Regions from separate parts of the Mus musculus genome. Here region 2 is linked to region 1. The links are chromatin contacts, called in public ChIA-PET maps. All regions are on one chromosome and are shown on one strand. Each heading gives the region's core, a stretch centred on a gene start, on an enhancer-like site or on the middle of the called end of the contact. The rest is flanking DNA. Distances are from core to core; before and after follow the strand shown.

The links. ChIA-PET counts read pairs in DNA pulled down with a chosen protein or histone mark.
Region 2: an RNA polymerase II ChIA-PET map of memory CD8 T cells shows a contact between it and region 1, with 14 read pairs. The contact joins two enhancer-like sites. A contact is called at or near these places in 2 of 115 datasets of contacts at active chromatin or transcription factors (bone marrow-derived macrophages and memory CD8 T cells) and 2 of 9 other capture datasets (embryonic stem cells and pancreatic islet).

The regions. Positions count from the first base shown.
Region 1 is chr6:72,992,103-72,995,672 of GRCm38.p6, forward strand. No RefSeq gene overlaps it. Among named protein-coding and RNA genes, the nearest start is that of Gm31547, 13 kb to the right of the region's middle. Within about 2 kb of position 1,824, at least 62 of the 459 cell types and tissues checked have an H3K27ac peak or open chromatin away from gene starts, as enhancers often do. A contact at or near this core is called in memory CD8 T cells, where this site is marked.
Region 2 is chr6:73,277,959-73,281,627 of GRCm38.p6, forward strand. No RefSeq gene overlaps it. Among named protein-coding and RNA genes, the nearest start is that of Gm40378, 10 kb to the right of the region's middle. Within about 2 kb of position 1,998, at least 30 of the 459 cell types and tissues checked have an H3K27ac peak or open chromatin away from gene starts, as enhancers often do. A contact at or near this core is called in memory CD8 T cells, where this site is marked.

The DNA.
Region 1 (3,570 bases), core at 574-3,073:
CTTGGGGAATACCGGCAGGTTCCAGGGCCATCCTCTGAGAATGATTACTGTGTTCTGTGTACCTACCTTGTCTTAGGGCAGCAGGTGGGTTTGAAAACTGGGCTACATGCTTTATTTGCATGTTGTGGAGGAGGATCATGGGTAGGTCTATAGTGGGGAGGGTGTTTAGACCCCAGAATAAAAGTTCTGGAGTCTGGTTTCCAATTCAGTGCAGCAATAAGGATCCAATTCTGCAGGCCCATATGCTTGTAAGCTTGCTTGGCTTAAGCATTAGAGAGGTCTGAGCCTTACCTGGCTTCAGGTATTACAGGATTTTTTTTTTCCTGAACATTTGTTAGCTTGCATCTATCTGTTCTTTAACAATATTCAAACAGGGGCTGGGGATGTAGCTCAGTTGGTAGAGCATTGGCTTAGAGCCTGCATGAAGCCTTGGGTTCTATCCCCAGCAAGGCATAAAATGGGAGTGCCTGGCAGTACATGCTGGTAATCTCAGCACGTTAGGGATACAGAAAGGAGAGTCAGCTTCCGGATCACCCTCCGCTGAATGTTTGAGGCTAGTCTAGGATGCAGAGATCAAGCCACGAACAACAAACAATCCCAACAGCACTACGAGGACAGACCCCTTGACTGATCCTTGCTTTTCTCGTCTGCTAGCTTTTCTCTTGATCTTCCTTCTTTTGGAAAGTTCTTCCCCATCTATCCACAAGCATGCCCCTTTACTTCTGTCTAGTCTTCTTGACTCACATGTTTCATGATGTGCCCTTTGCTGATCAAATTCATCCTTCTTGTCTATTTCCTTGCTTGTTTTCTCTGTAGCACTTAATCCGATCTGCTAAAAATGATGCTTGCTGCCTTCCCGTCCCAGCTACGTGATCTTGAATGGGTTCTTGTCCATTGCATTTGCATCTGTATTCTCAGTGTCTGGAAGTAATAGGTGCTCAGTGAACGTGGATGGAATGAAAAGGGGAACTCATGGCTAGTTTGTTGTGATATCACTGTGGCTGGGTGTCATTTTGGGAAAACACAGGTGCTATAGGTCCTGGGATGCAAGGAGCCAAAGGCTCCAGGTACCCCTGTGGAACCTTGCTTTTTGTTTTGTGCACTATACAGGTGTCTTACAAATCTAAGACTTGAGGGTGTGGCTTCCTGTGTCTCAGTCAGCCATAGGCAAGTCTTTCTCTTTTGAGGACTGTTGCCACGCGGTTTAGAAGGGATATGTTTTCAGTTTTGTTCTCTTTTAACTACTGAGGTTCACAGCTTTTGTTCCTAGCATGTGGGGACGGGAGTCATGCTGAAGTGGGCTAGTGGATTGTGTTTGTGGAGACAGACTGTCCTGCGGCTGAGGATCTGGGTCTGAGGGCAGCAGAGGCAGACACACCTGTTCAGTCAGTGCTCTGGGCTGGGGCTTTGGCACCCGGCAGAGGCAAGATAAGAACTGCAGATTAGAGGCCCAGAGGCTGTCTTCCTGCCTGTGTGGCTGAGGCCGTGCCTGGTAGAGCAGTATCTATAGCCCTCAGGACGGTGGCTGTGCTTCAGGAGTGAGGCAGGTGTTCTGTTTGTCAGAACAGAACTGCGTAAGTTGAAGGAGCCTGTACGGTAAGGTTCCTTTCTTTTCTCTATTTCCTTTCTCCTCCTCTTCATCCCTGACTTCCTTCCCCAATCTCATGGATCACAGGTTGGCTTCAGACTCACCGAGTATTAGAGAATGACTGAGAACTTTGGCTCTCTGGTCTCAGCCTCTCCTGCACTGCGTTACAGTGGTGTGCCACCCAACCCTGTGTTATGCATTGAGGATGTGGGGGGTATAAAATCAGGGCTTTGTGCACACCAGGCACTCTACCAACATCCAGAGCCCCCCCTCCCCCCAACTTTTTTGAGACAGCGTCTCATGTAGCCTAGACTAGCTTCAAACTTGCTATGTACTGACGTTGGCTAATCTTGAGACTGTCACTGCACTTGGCTCAGTTTATTTACTAAAATGTAACTTTTGAACTTTTACACACATGGCAGCTTTTTTTCTTCTCCCCTAGACAGGGTTTCTCTGTATAACATCCCTAGCTGTCCTGGAACTCACTATGTAGACCAAGCTGGCCTCAAAGTCACAGATATATATATACCAGCTTGGCAAATATATATTTGAATATATGAATATACAACTTTAGAGTGTTTGGAGACATGGATCAGCAGTTAAGAACATTTGCCTGTAACTCTAAGTCCAGAGGATCTGATGTCCTCCCTCTTCCGACCTCTGTGGACACTGAAACCACTCACTCACACATACATTTATATATATGTATATTACATAATCACATACATATATATATATAATACACACATACACACACACACACACTCTAGGTACAAAAAGCAGAAAAGCTTGTGAATTGTGTAAATCTAAGCTGGGACACACACACACTCTAGGTACAAAAAGCAGAAAAGCTTGTGAATTGTGTAAATCTAAGCTGGGGAAAGCTGGTACCCCAAGGCTTCACTGATGTTAGTGTAGTGTTTCTTGGGCAGGTCTCCTGGGGTCAGGAAGGGTTGCTGAGTAGAGTCTTGTAAGATCCAGGCTCAGCTAGAGCTCTTGAATGACAGTACATTGAATAAAGTTTTTTTTTTTTTTCTCTTTTGAGTTGGAACCCTGCTTTGTTACCCAGGAAGGCCCTGAATTTCTGGGCTTGAGAAATCCACCTGCCTGTTTCCAGACTAGCTGGGACTATAGATGTGTGTCACTTGGGTCGACTTAATAGAACATTAATTGCCAAAAGACAATGAATCGCAAGCACAGCCGTATGCATGGTAAGGCCTCGTGGTAAGTTCTTTAAAGCCTGTGGGCTGGCAAGATGGTTCAATGGACAGAGATGCTCAACACCAAGCCTGACAGCCTGAGTTCCATCTTTGGGACCCACATGGTGGAATGAGAGATCTGACTCTGGGAAGTTGTCCTTTGACCTCCACATATGCATCCTGATACGTGTTCCCTGCCCCCAACATTATATATAATAAACAGACAAATAAACAAATAGACAAATAAATAAGTAGAATGTAATAGAACCTGGTTCTTGGGCCACTTAATGGCAACTTTAGAGAGAGGACTGTAGATCTTTGAAAGCCTCAGTTTCTCCCCCTGCAGAGAGACATTGCTTCTGAGCTCCTTGTCCTCCCTGCTGTTCTTTGAGTGGGGGAAGGGCAGCTTTTGCTTCCAGGATGCCATCCAGTTGGCCTTGTCTGGACTTCACTGTTTCCTTGCAGAGAGAGGCCAGGCCTCAAGCCCTTCCTCTGCTCTGACCTCCAGCGACCCTCAGACCACTTGTTGATTCCCTCAGAAGGCCCTTTCTCCTGCTGGCTTCTACCCTTCTGGTTTTCCAACAACCTCTGCCACCATTTCTCCTTGTCCATGTCTGACTGCTCTTCGGTCTTCTGATTTCTCACTATCAGATGGCCTTGGGACCAAGGCTAGATCTCTTCTCTCCCACTTGGTATTCGTTCAGTCCCATGGATAGCTCAGCCTTATGGCTTTAAATAACATCTCAATAGTAGCCATCCTGTTTTTAATCTCTGGCCCTGGCC
Region 2 (3,669 bases), core at 748-3,247, 290 kb after region 1:
TAGCCTAGGCTGGTATTGAACTAGTGGCAGACCTCCTGCCTCAACGCTGTGAGTTCTGGGATTACAAGCAATAGCTAGGACACACAACCTTAACGGTATTTTTTTAATGGACTGAAGTTTTTAAATAAAGAGCAAGAATCTTTTTCTTTTTCTTTTCTTTTTTTTGTTTTGTACTGCATTTTCATGCTGAGTACTGTGTTCTGCCTCCCATTTATGTAAGACAGTACTAGTCTTGTTTTCTCACAAACCTTATCATTTAAGAGCCTACACATTTAGCTCACATCACCCTTAAATTGATGATTGTAAATAGCATGAGATAGCAGCCAAGACTGAGTTTTAAAAAAAATTGTTTGATTATTTAATGTATGAGTATGCTGACTCTGACACCCCAGAAGAAGGCATCGGCGCCCATTACAGATGGTTGTGAGCCACCATGTGGTTGCTGGGAATTGAACTCAAGTCCTCTGGAAGAGCAGTCAGTGCTCTTAACCACTGAGCCATCTCTCCATCCCCCTGGACTGATTTTGGTTCCTCATGGTTTCCATGCCTGGCCTGGTGTTACAGTTCTGCTTTTACTATTGGCACATCCGGCTATATATCTCATCTCCCAGGGGCCGTCTCTATCCCTAAATAGAACACAGTCCCTTCTTGAATTTTGTACAACTCACCTTTTTTTTTCATTGTTAAAGATATATTTTTATGTGTATGTGTGGTGTTTGTGGGTGGGTTTGTGCATGAGAGTGCAGATGCCCCCAGAGGGCAGAAGAGGGCATCGGATCACCTGGAGCTGGAGTTATAGGCAGTCGGGAGAGAGCTGCCTACAACTCCTACAACTCATTTTTTTAACACTATTTTTTTTTTATTATTATTAATCCTTTGGGAATTTCACACTATGCACCCTAGTCCCACTGATATCCCAGTCCTTCCATATCTGCCCTCCACTCTTCTAATGCCTGCTCCCCCACCCCCAATAAAATAAAATAACAAACCATCTTGCTGACCTCTGGGCAGCAACCTGCTCCTCTATCTATCAAGGCCTTCTGGCACCCGTCACAGCAGTCAGTGCTCCAGCTCCACTGTGTGTAACCTGCTCCTCTGCTTTTCCCACCTCTCTATCACATAATCGTTCATTGTCATGGCACTGGAAACTATTGCCTTTTGCCCAAATAACTTTACCTGCAAATGTTCATGGTAGTGAGTTGTTGGTCTGGGTCAAGGCCTCTGGCTTCTACTACACCATCAATACTGGCCCCTCACCAAGACTCCTCTGGGATATCCTGCTGTTGCCCTAAGTCATAGAGATCCTGTGGCTTTTCTTCTGTAGGCCTGGCCCCTCCAGCTCATAGATGGAGTCAGTGTTGGGGGTGGATCTGAGCCTGGGCAGTAGCTGAGCTGTTCAGCCAGCCAGCTCTCCCATGCCCATGCCATGGGGGCCAGCTCTCCCTTGACCATGCTGCCTGGACCAGCTCTCCTGTACTGCCCAGGTAAGGGATGGGCCCAGCTCAAGCTCAGCATGGCCCTTTTGACATCAACGTGGCTTCAGGTGGCAGCTCAGGTCATAGACATCTGCATGACCCTTGGTAGCATGGACTATGGACATCAATACAGACCCCCACTGCAGTAGGGACAGCTATGGACATCAATAAAGACCCCTACTGCAGTAGGGACATGACCCCAGACATGGTCCTCAGCATTAGCATGGGCCGGGACAGCAGGGGCCTCTCACATCACTGCCATTGCATCTCCAGTTCTGCCTCTCTTCACAGTCCACAAAACCATTCTGTTTCTCTTCCTCTCCCGTCTCCCCACCACATACTTGCTCACGGTCGTGGTACCTGCCTGCCCACATCTGAAGGCAGTGGGCAGGCCTCTGCCACAACTCATTCTTGACACTGCTGTGCAGTAGATTTGCCAAGAGAAACAACAGATGTGCTCAGGGTGACGGCTCGGGTCACACCACAGTCACAGAGAAGTCCTGGCCAGGGAACTTTGCCCTCCAGGTTTACCACAGTGCGTCTCTCATAGCAGGCTGGCATTCAGGCCTCTCCTCCTCAGCTCAAACTCCCAGTGTGAGTAGCTCGATGCAGTCTCACTACTCCAGCTGCTGCCAGCTCGGAAAGTCCCCCCCCCCCTTTTTTTTTTCTGAAGAGTCTGCCGCAGTACTTACTGTATCTTAGTCCCAGCTCCTCAGGGGATCCTGGTCGTGAAGATGAAACACAACGGCCTTTGGAAAATGTCTTAAGTAGTCACTGTCCCAGGAGTCTCCTGCGAGAGCTTCTGGTGTTACTCGTAGGTGGGACTCTTGTCCTGCTTCCCTGACCTCTCCCTTTAGAGTCACATCTTCACATCAGCTCCCCAGCACTGACTGCTGTGTCCCAGCCTTTGGTCCAGTTCTCACCTCACCTGCCTGTGTTAACTAGAGACCCCGCAGGTAAGGGGTGTCATCTCACAAAGTGCTCCCACTTCACAAGCCAGCCACAAATCCTGACATCGCCATACTGCCCACACTTGGCGTGGTTTTAGGTTGGAGAGTTCTGTAACTCCCTACAGACTAATTTGCTGGGGTGACCCAACTCGGAAACCACAAGTACGTAGGAACATAGTTTTGTTATAAAACATCTTAGGATCAGCCAACTAGTAGAGAGGACTACCTCAAGGACAGGAGGGTAGATAGGACAAAGAGCCTCAGTCCCCGTGGAGATGGAGTGTGCCACACTCCTGCTGCTTCAGCATTAGTCCTGAGATGCCAGAGAGGACTTGACTTTTCTCTCAGGAAACGAGAAGGCTGCGGAGCAAATAGACTTCCTGCCAGGCTAGCCCCTTGGGAATTGGAGGAGAGAGGATCGGGAGTTTGAGATGATTCTCAGCTACAAATTCTGGGCTACATGAGACTGTTTCAGAGCTCTGAGCGGTTTGGGAGGGATGGAAATGAGTACGTGTGAAGTAAAAGTTTAACCAGCAATGCCCATCTTGAACTTCTGGTCTCCTGCTTTGGGTCTGGTGATTCTGGGCTCCCAGGTTACAGTGCTTGGCTACAAGTCTTCTCTGAGGAATTTTTATTTAACACTGAGCTCTCGGAGAGGACGAGTTGTACCTGGGAACCAGAGAGTTTAATGTGTCCCCATACCCTACTCTGTCATTTCATCCTGGCCACTTAGAAAGACGAGAACAGTTCCCTGTGGATGTCCCTTGGAGGGCCTTTGACTTTATGATTGCGTTTGTTTACTTGGAATCCTGTGTTCTCACTTGGTTGTGAATCTCCTATTAGAACTCTCTCTCCTGGGTAGGTCATTAATTAGGACTTTATCTCTCACATATTTGAATGTTGGTTGTCCTTTGACCTTTGCTTTGGGAGCCCCTCCCTTTAGTTTGTAAGCATCCTGAGTTGTCATGGTAGGTGGACAGTGGTGTCTTAATACCAATGGTGTCCTAATACTTAAATAAGACCCTCAAGTCAGCCACCGCGAGAAACTTTTACCACCTTCAGATCTTAGTTGACAACGGATACAAGCTGTTTGTGAAGCTGGTGAGGCCAGTGCTATGTGTGAGATTACAGGAAGGAGTGGTGGCCTACACAGAGGAACACAATCACTGCCCAGGCCAAACCCTGACATGGAGGGAGGGGGATGCATACCCTGACTAACCCACCCTCCTCTCTTATGTCCTGAT